Regions from separate parts of the Rattus norvegicus genome. Here regions 2 and 3 are each linked to region 1. Evidence: chromatin contacts called from public Hi-C data. All regions are on one chromosome and are shown on one strand. Each heading gives the region's core, a stretch centred on a gene start, on an enhancer-like site or on the middle of the called end of the contact. The rest is flanking DNA. Distances are from core to core; before and after follow the strand shown. Region 1 holds the start of Serpina3m (serpin family A member 3M). Region 2 holds the start of Serpina3n (serine (or cysteine) peptidase inhibitor, clade A, member 3N). Region 3 holds the start of Serpina11 (serpin family A member 11).

Region 1 (4,966 bases), core at 976-3,475:
GATGCCCATCATGATCTAATTGTTGTTTGACCAACCAAGATTTCTACTCCATTGACAGTGCTGTCTGCGCCAACCATACACCTAGAGCTCCATGACATGTACTCTATGATCCGTCAACTGAGGCAGAGTATATCAAGGCCTGTTTTACTGATGTTTCTGCAAGTTATGTAAGCAGCAACCAGCCATTGACAGGTGGAGCATGGCAACTCTTTTAGGGAAAACCCCAAAGACAGCAGCACAGGGGCATCTTCTTGTTTGGTAGAACCTCAGGCAGTACTCGTGGTTATGCATTTTGCTTTGAAAGATACGTGGTCAGATGTGCAATTCTTCACTGATTCATGGATATTGCCAATAGGTTATCAACGACTTTGCCAAGAGCATGTTTAGAAATCTAATGAGAAAGAAATCTGGTGAATAAGTATGAGGGGAGAGCTCTCCAGATGGGAGAATGATGTGAAGATACTTGTGTGCCACGTACGTGCTCATCCAATGTGTCTTCAGCTGAGAAAGAGTTCAATAACCAAGTAGATAGAATGGACCATTCTGGTGACATTCAGCCTCTCTTCCCAGCCATCTCTATCATGGCCAATAGGTCAATGAACAAGGTGGTTATGGTGACAATGATCAAGGTTACCTAGGGGCTTGATAACATGGACTGCTATTCAGGAAGTCTGACCAAGACACTTGGGCGAGCATCCCACAAGCATCGTGTCTAGCTGTATGGTCATGGGGAAATAAATAAGCTTCCCTGTGTTTCAGTTTCCTCTTCCATTAAATGGATTGATAACAGCATATAGGACAGAGGACCATCACTGGAATCAAAGAGTATGAGTGACAATCTCTTTGTTCCTGTTGTCACTAGAGGGAACCCCTGCCAACAGGAGCTAAGGGAACACTGCCTGGGCATTTTATGTTCAGGTGTATGTTTATTCATCCTTTGGTCCTACCTCTTCATTTTGATTGGCGGTAGTCATTGTTTTGTGTGAGGTTGTTCAGCTAGGAACTTAGAGAGAGGATATCACTCTGCCCTGAGTAGGAATGGTAGGGAGAGTGGAGCTGCTCTGACCCATGGGGTCCATGCATCTGCAGGAGTTTGGGCTCCAACAATGTTACATGTGAGTAGGGTCAGCAATCCAGCAAAAGACACTGGGTGACAGAGCCCATGGCCTGGAAGAGGGAAAGAATGAGGCAGGACCTGGTCACCAGGAAGTCATAAACATTGGAAATAGAGTCAGTACAGCATAGTTGCTGCAGATCCTGAACTTTGAAACTGTGATTCAAATCAAATTTGCTTTGCTCTGTGGGTTATCCCAGATCATCAGACAATTCCACTGATCAACACGTCTGTCTTCTTGCCAATGCCATGGAGTTTTATCACAATTGATCTGTCCTCTAAATTGAAATCAGGGATGGTAGTAACTCCAGAAGTTATTTTATTGTACAAGATCTTTATAGCTATACTAGGTGTTTGGTTTTTTTCCACATGAAGTGGAGAACTGCTTTTCAAGGCCTGTAAAGAGTTGTGTTGGAATTTTAAAGAGATGGCTTTGAATCTGTAGATAGCCTTTGGTAAAATGGCCATTTTTACTAGGTTAATCCTACCAATCCATGAGCATAGGAGATCTTACCATATTCTGATATATACCTCAATTTCTTTCTTCAAAGACTTGAAGTTCTTGTCCTGCATGATATTTCCTGGCTTGGTTGGAGTTAAATAAAGATATTTTATTGTATGTGTTTCTATTGTGAAGAATGTTGTTTCTGTAATTTCTTCTTAGCCTGTTTAATATTTCTATAAAGGAGTGCTACTGGTTTGTTTGTTTGTTTGTTGTTTGTTTAGTTAGTTAGTTCTTATCTTTCCTCTTTGGAATGACATAGACAATCAAGAACAAATGTCAGTTGCAGCCCTCCCTGGAGACAGTTAGGGCATAGGTCCTGTACTTTTCTTTTGCTTCTGACTTCTTCCCCTTTCCACACTGACTTTGAACTACTTAAAAAATGTAAGATGTGACTAGGAGATCCAGTGGGCTTGTGGAGAACAAAAGTGGTAATTTTCACATCAGGATATAGTTCTGATAGAAGCTATGAATCCATGTTACCAGAAATCATCCCGTCTGCCCATTGGTAATCTGAACACAGAGCACAGGTTGTCCATGCCAGCATTTCCTAAGAGGAGGGAGGAGCCCTTGGTGTGGATAAATAGGCATCACTGTGCGCTGGGTATAACAACACACCAGGCAAGGGAAAACCTTGAACATCAGGAGTCGGCAATCATAGAGGCTGGCAGCTGGCTGGTGTCAGCTCTTCAGGTAATGCCCAGGATTACTGCCTAGAGGAACAGAAGGAACATTCCCAGGCCTGTGTGGTACTGGCTATGGCCTGCAACCTATGTTTATGGGGATGGGGAAAGGGCTTTGGTTGAGATACTGGGTTAGAATCAAGGAACATTTCTGGGGTTCATGAAATCTTCTCTCTGTTTCTCTGGGCTATGGAAGATGCAGATGTTGTGGTCTATGCTTATGAAGAGTAAACGGACCCTGCTCCTCTGACTCCAAAGGGAGTTTTGAGAGCTTGTTGGCTTGCCTGCTGCTGCCATTGCTAGGGTGACACAGGACTGTTGCAGAGTCACTCTAGGGGAGGTGGCAGCTTTGCCATGATCACATAATAGAGGAGATGCCTGGGGGATTAGGACCCCACTTCCTGCCTAGATCCCAGATGCCATAGCAAGGACAGGGTCTTCACACTCAACTAGGAAAGCAAAGAAGAGTCAGTCACTGAACCAAGTCTCCTGTTGTACAAACCCAGTAGCCTCTTATCTCTGTAAATAATTTTGGCACGACATATTGTTTAATGTTTTTCCAAAGAAATGGTTGCATCAGTCTGAAAATAAAGCACAGAGTAAGTGGGGCCAAGGTCCCTGGCTCATCCTCAGGCATGTCACAGCAATGGGGACAAGTGGATTAGTGCCAACACATCCTCCTTTGCTCCCTCTTCCTTTTACTCCCTCCTATTTTATTTCTCTCTCCCTCCTCCTATTCCACTGCCCCTTCCTTCAACTTTCTCTCCCTCTCCCTCCTCCTATCTCCCTGACCTTCCTTTTCCCATTTCTCTCCTTTTCTACAAAGTTCTTTTCTCCCCTCTCTCCCTTCTCTTATCTCTGTTCTGCCCTCCCTCCTCTCTCCTTCTCCTTCTCTCCCCTCCCCAATATCCTCTTCCCTTTCTCCTCTCTCCATGGCTGCCTCTTTCTCTCATTTATTTACCATCCGCCATCGCCTTTGCACACCTGAACACATGATCAGAGGTTAAAGGTAGATATTCAGGATTACCATAATTGCAAGCTATCAACTGAAGTACATTATAATATCAGTGACCCCCTGCTCTGGGTGTATAAAGAGGACATGGATCCCTAGACATTCCATACAGCCACTCCCAATGCCTACAATAAGCTAGCCACTTACCACTAATGTAACCTGGACCCCTCACCAAGCTGTACAGAGAGCTGTACACACCCATTTACTAACTACCACATAGCTGTCCTGACAGCCAACATGAAATCTGGTTCAGGTGTGGGAGAGTCTGATACCACTGCTGCTTCTTCCCACCAGCAGGCCTTCTAAATCTGAGGTACAAAGCACCATGTGGTTCTCTTGCAGGGTGGAGAGAGCCTTTCCCTTTGTGTCCTTCCATTTACAGGTCCTCAAGGGTCCAGGATTTCCACACTACACCAAATATCTCTCCAGCTTCCTCTTAACTAACCCTTACCTAACCCTAACTTCAAGCATAAAATGAACTTAAGATTTCCCAGATTTTTCATTGAAGGGCTAAGAAAGGACCTGTGATAAAAAATGCTCTGAGGTTCCTGAGTTCTGTCGAAGGAGGTGGCTCAAGTGCAAAGTGCAGACAGGGGTCATGCCCATCCCCTGCTCCTATTCTGGCTTGTTCTGTCACCATAACCTGTAACTTCAAATCTCTGAATCTTGGTTCTCCGCTATGAAAATTGGCTACAGCATAGCACACCCTTTGTGGTAGTAGGGAGCACATGATGTGGTAATGCCATCTGAGTCTCCAGACCATTTCATGTGGGCAGTCACAGAGGCAGGAAGGGCAGCAGAGCAGGGCACAATACCCACTAGGTGGGAGGACTAGAAGATGATCAGAGCACTAGCTGGTCCTCCCAGGCTCAACGAAGTTTTTTTTAAGCCTTCAGGACAGAGAAGATGGCCTTCATTGCAGCTTTGGGGCTCCTGATGGCTGGGATCTGCCCTGCTGTCCTTGGCTTCCCAGATGGCACACTGGGAAATGACACTCTACTCCATAAAGATCAAGACAAGGGGACACAACTGGACAGTCTCACATTGGAGTCCATCAACACTGACTTTGCCTTCAGCCTTTACAAGATGCTGGCTTTGAAGAATCCAGATAAAAATGTTGTCTTCTCCCCACTTAGCATCTCAGCTGCCTTGGCCATTGTGTCCCTGGGAGCAAAGGGCAACACCCTGGAAGAGATTCTAGAAGTTCTCAGGTTCAATCTCACAGAGAGCTATGAGACAGACATCCACCAGGGCTTTGGGCACCTCCTCCAGAGGCTCAGTCAGCCAGGGGACCAGGTAAAGATCATCACAGGCAATGCTCTGTTTATTGATAAGAACCTTCAGGTCCTGGCAGAGTTCCAGGAGAAGACAAGGGCTCTGTACCAGGTTGAGGCCTTCACAGCTGACTTCCAGCAGCCTCGTGTGACCGAAAAGCTCATCAATGACTATGTGAGAAATCAGACCCAGGGGAAGATCCAGGAACTGGTCTCAGGCCTGAAAGAGAGGACATCCATGGTGCTGGTGAACTACCTCCTCTTTAGAGGTAAGAGTGGTCACTGCCTGGGGAGTAGAGGGAGAGGATCCTGATTTTGTGCCTGTGCTATACGATGATCTCTGGAAAGGAGGTGCTCAAAGCCTTGGAGATATGGGTGCCT
Region 2 (4,966 bases), core at 1,408-3,907, 250 kb before region 1:
GAGGACTTCCTCTCCAGCGATCGTCCTACTGACACAGGTACCCAGCCAAGGTCCCTCCACTCCCCAGGCAGTGATCACACTTACCTTTAAAGTAGATGTAATTCACCAGTACCATGGATGTCTTCTTAGCTAGGTTTGTGATCAGTCCCTGGATCTTCCCCTGGGTCTGTTTACTCACATAGTCATTGATGAGCTTTTTGGCCTCACGAGACTGCTGGAAATCAGCTGTGAAGGCCTCAGCTTGGTACAGAGCCTTTGCCTTCTCCTGGAACTCTGCCAGGACCTGAAGGCGTTTTTCAATAAACAGGGCATTGCCTGTACTGATCTGTATCTCGTCCCTTGGCTGGCTGAGCCTCTGGAGGAGGTGTCCAAAGCCCCGGTGGATTTCTGTCTCAGGGGTCTCTGTGAGATTGAACTTGAGACCTTCTAGAATCTCTTCCATGCTGTTGCCCTTTGCTCCCAGGGACACGACGGCCAAGGCGGCTGAGATGCTAAGTGGGGAGAAGACAACATTTTTATCTGGATTCCTCAAAGCCAGCTTCTTGTAGAGGCTGAAGGCAAAGTCAGTATTGATGGAGGCCAATGTGAGACTGTCCAGTTGTGTCCCCTTGTCTTGGTCTTCATGGAATAGAGTGTCCTCTCCCAGTATGCAATCTGGGAAGCAGAGGAGAGCAGAGCCGATCCCAGCCATCAAGAGCTCCAGAGTCACAAGGCGGGTCATCTTCTCCAGTCTTCAGGCTGAAAGAAAACACCCTTTGAGTCAGGAAGCATCAGCTGGTGCTCTGACCATCTTCCAGTTCTCCCACTGGGCCAGCATCGTGCCATGCTTTGCTGCCCTTGCTGCCACTGTGACTGTCCATGGGAGGTGCTCATATGTTCGTACTACGTCATGTGTTCCCTATAACCATGGAGGAAGTACTGTCGCAGTAGCCAATTTTCCTAACAGAGAATCAAATACTGAGAGAGTTAAAGGGATATGCCCGGGTCAAAGAGCAAGGCAAAATAGGAGTGGGGGATGGGTGTAAGCCCTGTCTACTCAGAATATTCTCTCTTTCTCTCATGGCACACAGACCCATTAGAAGGCAGGGACTCCTCTTCCTTTGTAGTTGTTGCCTTCCTCCAAGTTCCTGCCTACTTGTTCCCTATAGGCAGACCTCAAGAGCCTTGGAGCAGTAATTAGCACAGGGTCTGTCTTAGCCTTTTGTTGACAAGTCTGCAAAAATCTCAAAACCATGGCCTGAATCAGGGTACATTTCTGCGAGTGTGGATGCCAATTGAGTAGAAACACTGGAGATATCCAGTGTAGTGTGAATGGGTATCAGTAGGATTAGTAGGGGAAGGTTCTCTCAGCCATACCAGGCCACCACATGGTGCTTTATACCTCAGGCTTGGAAGGCCTTCTGGTGGGAAGAAGGACAGGTATCAATTTCTCACACCTGGACCAGATTTCATGTTGGCTGTCAGGATGTCTGTGTGATAGCAAGCAAATGGGTGGACCTCTCTGTGTAGCTTGGTGAGGGGTCCAGGTTACATTATGGGTAAGTGGTTGGCTTATTGTGGGCATTGGGTGGTTGTAGGGAATGTGTAGGGGTCCATCTCCTTTCTATACACCTGATGTGGGGGTCACAGGCATCGTAATGGGCTATTACGATCCTGGTAAACAAGATTGTGTACCTTTAGCCTCTGGCCACTTGTACAGATGTCCAAAGGTGAAGGTGAACAGTAAATGAACAGGAGGCAGAGGAAGAAGAGAAAGGGGAGAACAGGCATTTGGAGAAGGAAGGGAGTGATAAAGTGGAAGAAAGTGGGGTGGGGAGATAGGAGGAAGGGGATCAGGGAGAGGAGGATGGAGCTAAGGGAAGATGGAGTGGAGAGAAGAAGGATTTACAAGAGGAGGGTGTGCTGGTGCTAAGCCACTCGTGCAAATAGCCGTGACATGCCTGCAGACGAGCCAGGGACCTCAGCAACTTGGCTGGTTTTGCTTTCAGACTCATGCAAACATTTCTTTGGAAAAGTACTAAACAACATTTTGTGCCAAAATTATTTCCGGAGTAAAGAGGCTGCTGGGTTTGTACAGCAGGAGACGTGACTCAGTGCATGAGCCTTCTTTGCTTCCCCTGTTGAGGGTGAAGCCCCTGAGCGTGACCATGGCATCTGGGATCTAGGAGGGAAGTGGGATCCCACTCCCCAGGCATGTCTTCTGTGATGTGATCACAGCAGAGCTGCCACCTCCCCCGGCGTGACTCTGCAACAGTCCTGTGTCACCCTAGCAATGGCAGCAGTAGGCAAGCTAGCAAGCTCTCAAAACTCCACCTGTGGAGTCAGAGGTGCAGGCTCCATTTACTCTCCATGAGCACAGACCACAGCATCTGCATCTTCCATAGGCAAGAGCAACAAACCAGAGAGGAAATTTCATGAACCCCAGAAATGTTCCCTGCTTCTAACCTAGTATCTCAGCCAAAGCTCTTGCTCCACCCCCACAAACATAGGTTGCAGACCATAGCCAGTACCACACAGGCCTGGGAAGGTTCCTTCTGCTCCAGGAGGCAGGAATCGTGGGCATTACCTGCAGAGCCGATACCAGCCAGCTGCCAGCCTCTGTGATTGCTGACTCCTGATGTTCAGGGTTGCCACTTCCCTGGTGTGTTGTTATCCCCAGTGCACAGGGATGCCTATTTAACCCCACCAAGGGCTCCTCCCTCCTCTTAGGAAATGCTGGCATGGACAAGCTGTGCTCTGTGTTTAGACTGGAAATGGGCAGACGGGATGATTTCTGGGAACATGGACTCATAGTCCCTACTTTCTGATGGGAAAATTCCCATCTCTGCTCTACACAAGCCTACCGATCTCCTGGGCATGTCTTTGGTTTACCAAATGGTTCAGAGTCAATGTGGAAAGTGTGTGTGGGGGGAAGTCAGAAGTAAAGGGAGAGTGTAGGACCTCTGCTATACTTGTCTTTAGGGAGGGCTGCAGCTAACATTCATCCTGGAGCCTCTAAGTCATTTTGGAAGGAATAGAGCGACTCTCTACGCCCATCCTTCCAGTTACTCTATGGAAATGTCCATGGTAATAAACACACACGTGGTGCTGACAGAACCTGTCTACATCTATATCTGTCCTGTCAGGAATGACTGTATGCTAAATAGAGACTTGCTCTTCCCTCTATGCCTCATTCCCAAACCTCTCTGTTGGGCAGGAACATCATGGCCAGTCATGCTTTTCTTTTCTCTTACACTTCTTACATGCATCCAGCTCCTTCCAGTATTCTTCTTCTCCTAAACCCTGAAGAGCCTCTTTGTCTACTGACTCCTACTGATGCTTTAATGTGTTCTCTTCCGCACACCCTCATTGATCCCAAAGTACAGGACACCTTTTCTCTTTCAGAGGGTTCTCATCAGCACTCCCATTAACACTCTACTCTAGGACCCTACTTTTACTCATGTATCACTCTGCACAAGACTTAAAACCTTGCAGACAGTACCTGATTAATAAAGGTGCTCTCCAGCATACTCTTTTAGCCCTGTATCACCTCTGCCTTGCCCATCCCAAAGCCTGATGGCTTTTACTGCCCATGCTCAGGACCTCAGCATCATCAACACAGCATCCTTCCTATCCCATGCTCAGGACCTCAGTATCATCAGCACAGCACCTGCCTATCCCATGCTAAGAACTTCAGCATCATCAGTGCAGCAACTGCCTATCCCCCAGTAGTGCCTAACCCTCATACTTGACTTTCTCACACTCTTCCTCTCCTTTTCCCTTTACACCCAGATGACAGCACCTCAACTTACTTGGACTATCTGCCCTAGGGGATCTGTCTTAGTTCCCATTACTTCAACCAGGCTCTGGCCACTGACCTCCTTTCTCCCAACCTGTCCCCCAGCAGCTTAAACCAGTATGTAGATGACCTTATACAATGATACCCCTCACTCTGCTGCTTTGGAGCAGCATTCAAGAACTCTTCTTGGGGCTAGAGAGATGGCTCAGTGGTTAAGAACACTGGCTGCTCTTCCAGACATCCTGAGTTCAAATCCCAGCAAGCACATGGTGGCTAGTAACCATCTGTAATGGGATGTGATGCCCTCTTCTGGTGTGTCAGAAGACAGTGACAGTGTGTGTACTCATATACATAAAAAATTAATCTTTAAAAAGAAGAAGTATTTATTAGAAACAAAACAACCCCTCTTCTCAAGACTCCAGTCAGGAGGTAAGAGAGGACTATGAGATCCTAGTAGTTTGAGACCAAACAAGGAATAATATACATTATAGGTTAAGGTTTAGGTAAGAGAGTTAAGAATACATTTCTGTTTGTCCTGTGTAGGTTAACCTTTTTGTTTTCAGTTAAAGAATAAGATTCTCTTTGTCTTAAGTCCTTGTAATTTAATATGAGACCAAAATGGGAAAAATGAACCTTGCAGGTTAATGGTTCTGTTTGCAAGCACTTGTCTCAGAACAAAGTCCTGTTTGTCTGTCCTATGTTTATTTGACCCACTTGCCCTGGATATGCTTGATCACATGTGGGCAGGAAACGTATCAGGGTGTATGTTTGCCCTTTTTGGATGTAGGCAGGAGGTTTACAGGCAGGGAAGGTGTCAGGATGTCCACTGCCCCTAATTTGATCTGATGGGAAATGCAGTGAACTTTGGACTTTGTCATTTTAAGCTGCTACAAAATGTGACTCATAGCCATTTTCTGGGAACCCAGATGTGGACCTGGTCCAAGTCTGTCCTCTTGATCACTGTGTAATTATTATGCCATTACTAATTCTTTCAATTGGCTTTAATTTGTAGTAGTGGTTTTATTGTCCGATGGTGGGATTAACAGTTTCTGGTTGCCCTTAAGACAGATAAGAAGTTCTTGTTTGTCCTGTGTTAATTCCTTGCAAGTTATGGTTTTTATCTGTAATTAAGAATTAATTCCAGTTTCTTAGATCTTATATAAACTGCAAAATGTGTTCTGCAATCTA
Region 3 (4,966 bases), core at 1,403-3,902, 160 kb after region 1:
GTTGGTGTGTAGCAAGAGCAGCTTCAGGGGTGGGAGGTGAGGTACGAGCCCGGTGGGACTGTGATAGCCTGTGAGCATCTAGGAGAAGCAGGCTCTCCGGAGACTGCAAAGGGGGAAACGAACACATTTCAAAATGGAGGACAAGTGAGCAAGGCCCACTGGGCAGAGGTAAGGAAGCCACAGGCAACATACAGGGAGATAAGATTAGTGCAGCTGGGCTGGGATCCAGCGCTCTTGGGCAGGCTCTGTTGCAAGCAAGGATGTGTGATCGTCAGTGAAAACCCAGGGCTATGCTGGTCCAGCCAATGTGAGGTGCCTGCGTTGGGGTAGGCCCCTCAAGAGAGCAGTCTAGAGAACCAGACAGCAAAGCAGGACTCGAAGCAGCCATTGTAAGGTTTGGGAGTTCATACACTGCCCTTGGTTCTAGGAAGTGGTCGATGAATGGAGGAGCAATTGCTGGAATAAAAGAGCAGAGAGTCTTATTAGTGGGAACAGCCATTCTTCTATCATATTGGCTGCCAGGAGACCCAGAAAGTCAAAATGCCAGGAGGGCACATGCACTGGGCACACCACATGTGTTATCTCCACTCTGAGAACAACCTGCAAAACAAAGGCATTTGGCCCTTACAGAACAGGAAGCTGGGTCTTGGAAGGAGGAAGGGGCCTTTCTAGTGGTCCCATGGTGGTGTAGCAGGGACCACAGCTTTACTGTCACAGCATGTGGTCCCTGGGCTTGGCTGAAGAGGACAATACCAGAATCCTCATAAGGAGCTCCAGTGAGGGGACACCAGTGCCTGGTCCCAGGGGAGGGAGCATGGGCACCTGGCCTCTCCTCCCCACAATTCAGGGCTAACTCCATCTCTCCCATACCGTGTGTGTCTTCTGCTCCACCTGATACAGCCACAATGGGAAAGCAACAGATAGTAAATTTCCATTCTCAGTTTCCCTGTTCAAAATCCAGGTAACCAGACCTGATACAAGTGCCTTCACCCAGTCAGCTGTTTGCAGGTTCTGCGTGGCAGCAGTTTTGAGTGCGTCTCCAGCTCTCTCCCGAGAGAAAAGCTCTGGAGGGATATTCAAGATGAGGAGAAGAGCCAAAAGTTACCAGCTGTTTCCAAATGCTGCTCCAGGGAGAAGCTGTGTCCAGTGGACCAAGGAGAGTGTGGGAGAAATACAGTCTCCTCCTTCCCACCGGAGCAAGCTCCTTGAACACTTTATCCTTTTAAAATGCTCCTTGCTGATGATATTTGCTTGTAGAATTTAAGAATTCTACTTTCTAATGTTAAAATGTTATTAGTTATTCTCATCGAGATAAAAAAGGCTTACAAAGGGGCTGGAGAGTGTCGCTGAGTTAGTAGGGTGTGGCCCTGTGACCTGAGGACACGTCTTAGATTCCCAGCATGCACATACAATGCTAGATGTGGTGACATGGGCTTGCAATCTCATTGGGGAGGCAGACACGGGTGGATCCCTGGGGCTCCATAGGCAGCCAGCATCGTCCAATCCGTGAACCCCAGGGCCCAGTGTGAGACCCTGCCTCATCATCAGGTGGATGATAGCTTCTGAAGAATGACTCCTCTGGGTCTGCCCTCTGCCTTCCACATGAACGCAGCATCCCCCACCCACAGACACTCACCAACAAAAATACAAAGTCACCTCTGTCCCATCAGGGAGCAACAGTCTCTTAAACAAAATAAACCTTAGCATCAGGTAGGTGTGTGTGTGTGTGTGTGTATGCACATGTATGTGACTGTGTATGGACACACATGTGCGTACATGTGTGTGACTATGTGTGTGTATGTGAGTATGTGTTGGAGAGTCTGTGTGAATGTATGTGTACATATGTGTGTGCTCGATCACACACGTGTGTATGTGTGTGCACATGTATGTGACTGCATGTGGACACACATGTGTGTACATGTATGTGGCTATGTGTGTGTATATGTGAAAATGTGTTTGAATGTCTGAGTGTGTACACGTGTATGTATGTGTGTGCACATGTATATGACTGTGTGAACACACATGTGTGTACGTATGTGGCTGTGACTGTGTGTGTGTGTTTTTGTGTCTGTGTTAACGTGAATACAAGTCCTCTGAGAGTCCAGAGAAGGATGCCAGATCTCCTGGAGCTGGAGTCACAGGCAGATGTGAGTGCTGGGAACAGAACTCCGATCCTTTGATAAAGCAGTTCGTGCTTTCTTTCTACCTCTGAACCATAGCTCCAGTGCCCACTACCTAGTCTTTCAACACTCACCAACCTTCGTTCCAGCACCTTCTCCACTCTCGCAGATTATACTTATGAAAAGTGTCTGGAAAGTGATGGGGTGCTTGGTGGCATGGTGGCAACAGCCCAGAGTGACTCGCAGGCAAGCCACCTGGCATGATGCTTCTCTCTGTGAAGTATGGGTGGCCACACTTTCCTCGAGGTCTCACAGCTAGGGTTGCTGACTCCTACAAAGCCTCCATTCACATGTCAGCATCTCCAACACTCCCCAAACCCCATCACCACCAATGTCACAACACCCGCAGACAGAATGGGGCTGTGAAACACAAGTCGCTTGCTTGTTTGTGGGACCAGCAGCCAGGTCACACTCTTGGAAAAAAATGTCCCATTTGTCCTATTTGCCTTCCTGTCAGTTCCAGGAATCAACCTGACAAGTATCGACCAGGCTGCTGTGGTGTTCAAACACTATGATCCTGTGAGCAGGAGGCCGTACGAGACTGTGGAGCTGGGCCCACCTGGGTGGCTTCTCTGTGAGTATGCCCTGTACCCAAAATGAAGGTGGGCCATTATCTGTCTGTCTGTCTGTCTGTCTGTTTAATATATATCCTACCTACCACCAGCTTTAGAGGTAGAAACAGGGGCAGCAAGTCCTGCTTCTGAATCTTGAAGCTAGAGCTTCAGGTTTTCAGGAATCGTCTCTGGAAAATTCAGCCATAAGGAATCTTGACCTATGAACTGCCAGCATAAAACCAGCTAGAAGCTAAGTAGCAACTTTATCAGAAACTCAGTTATGGCAACAAGCCTCTGCACAGAAGCCCAGGTCTGGCACTGAGCCTCGCCAATTCTAATTTCCCTGTGCACACAACTGGTCTAAGGGTGTCTGTGACTTGAGGGTCTCAGGAGCATTTGTTTAAACAGAAAGACGAGGAAGACTGTGACTCTTGGCATTTCAATAGCTTCCAGATGTTTGAGTGGCAGGCAGGAAGCAGCAGTAATATAATCATTGATTACCCAGAATGCTATGCTCACCTATGCCCTCCCCACACATTTGTAAATACCTCGGTGTGCAGCAATGATGCAATGTGCCCGATGTCCCCGGCACTTAAACAAACACTTAGAAACAAGAAGGTTATAACTCAGGAACAGGATTCTGCATTTTCTCTGAGAATCTGCCTGGGAGCAGAGTTAAGCGCACTTAAATTTCCAGTGCACCCATTCTCGGTAGAAACGGGACAAAATCTTCTGGACTGTATTTCTCATGAGCTGGTGCTCTGCAAGATGGACTTCATAAATCCCGAGAAGGGGTAGTAGCATTGCCATTTGGACTTTGCAGAAGGAGGCCCTGAATTGCAGAGACAGTTCACACAGCAAGTAACTGCAGTGTCCTAGTTCAAGCCAGGATCCCCTAGCTACAGTTCAGTCTTCCTTGGAAAACACATCCTTCTGCGAATCACCTTGGGGTCAGGAAGGGTGCTAAGATCAATGACCACAAATAGCGCCCTCACATTTTCTGTCCTTACTTTACCAGGGCGGACCAATTATTCAACATCTTCCTCTTTTTTTTTTTTTAATGTAAGGAAAGTCTCAAGCACACAAAACTCTCCTTAAGCCCCTTACGTGGAGCCGGTGCTGGAGGGAGGATGTGACTTTAGTTGATACCAGCCTTACTTTAGCCAGCAGGTGGCGCCTGTAATCTGGTTGGGCACCAGGGAGCAGAGTTCCATCTGCCTCTCCCCTCCCTTCACTCCAGCAGGTCACACAGAGCCAAAGGCCAACACATGGGCAAAATGCACAGAAGGTGTTGATCACGTTGTGGATGCTTTCAGGACAAACTAGAAAAACCAGCGTGTAGCCGCTGTATAATTAAAAGGTAGAGAGGTTGGTTTGAAGGGATCAGGAGGGTATCAGGGTCCAGAAGACTCTGGGATGCAGGGGGCCAGGGCAGTAAGTCCTCTGCAGTGTTGTAGGGATGGGGAACACCTGTAAGAGAAAAGAAGGAAGTGGAGGGAAGTGGGGTGAACCCTGCTTTGTGGACACTGAAGGCTCTGCCCCCCACCGTTGCACTCATGACTCTGCTCCCGCCTTTCAAAGCACCTTGAACCCTGCCAAGGTAACCAATGGCTATTCTGGCGCATCCCATAACTTAAATTAAAATATAAGACACTTGACATTTGCATGAAGGGGGCTGTCTCTGCACACAGGAGCAGGGGTTTAAACAGATGCTCTTTGCCTTGTACTTCTGGAAACTGGAAGTTCAAGACTACAATCAAAGTGATGGCTGTGCAGACGGTGCAGACGAACCTATACCAGGCCCTTCCCTGACCCCTGGTTGCTATAACCTTCAGAATTGTCTGGTTTGCACTAGGGTCTCATCTCTGCCTGTGTCTTCCCCACAATCCTCCCTGGCTACTTCTCAGAAACCAAAGTCCCTTCTTTCAGGGGCACTAGTCATACAGGCCCCACTTTAATGGTCCCATTTTACATAATTATATCTGTAATGTTTCCATTTATAAGCAAAGCACCATTATGAGGGTCGAGGTGCTGGAAGCTAGGCATATGATTTTGTGGTAGGTAAAACACAATTAGTAACAGATGTTTTCAAAGCCCCTGCATCCTTACACACAGGCGTTTTTACCATTACACACAGTAGGTGGTTTTTAGGCAGTAGAGGTGTGGAGACAGAGCCCATCCCCCTTTCAGTTCTCCTTCCAGGAACCTTCTGTCCTGGTACTTCCTCCTCCT

What was found. A called contact is a pair of places that touch in the nucleus more often than the background predicts.
Region 2: a contact with region 1 is called in a Hi-C map of liver, with 5 times the contacts expected there. The contact joins the promoter of Serpina3n here to the promoter of Serpina3m in region 1. A contact is called at or near these places in 3 of 12 Hi-C or Micro-C datasets (kidney and liver).
Region 3: a Hi-C map of liver shows a contact between it and region 1, with 4 times the contacts expected there. The contact joins the promoter of Serpina11 here to the promoter of Serpina3m in region 1. A contact is called at or near these places in 2 of 12 Hi-C or Micro-C datasets (both in liver).

The regions. Positions count from the first base shown.
Region 1 is chr6:128,834,098-128,839,063 of GRCr8, reverse strand. It overlaps Serpina3m (serpin family A member 3M), which reads left to right and starts at 2,225. Exons shown (of 5, transcript NM_001270982.1): 1 at 2,225-2,309; 2 at 4,201-4,854. The coding sequence starts at 4,218.
Region 2 is chr6:129,086,083-129,091,048 of GRCr8, reverse strand. Serpina3n (serine (or cysteine) peptidase inhibitor, clade A, member 3N) reads right to left here and starts at 2,657. Exons shown (of 5, transcript NM_031531.3): 1 at 2,567-2,657; 2 at 85-738. The coding sequence starts at 721.
Region 3 is chr6:128,675,140-128,680,105 of GRCr8, reverse strand. It overlaps Serpina11 (serpin family A member 11), which reads left to right and starts at 2,652. Exons shown (of 5, transcript NM_001166352.1): 1 at 2,652-2,754.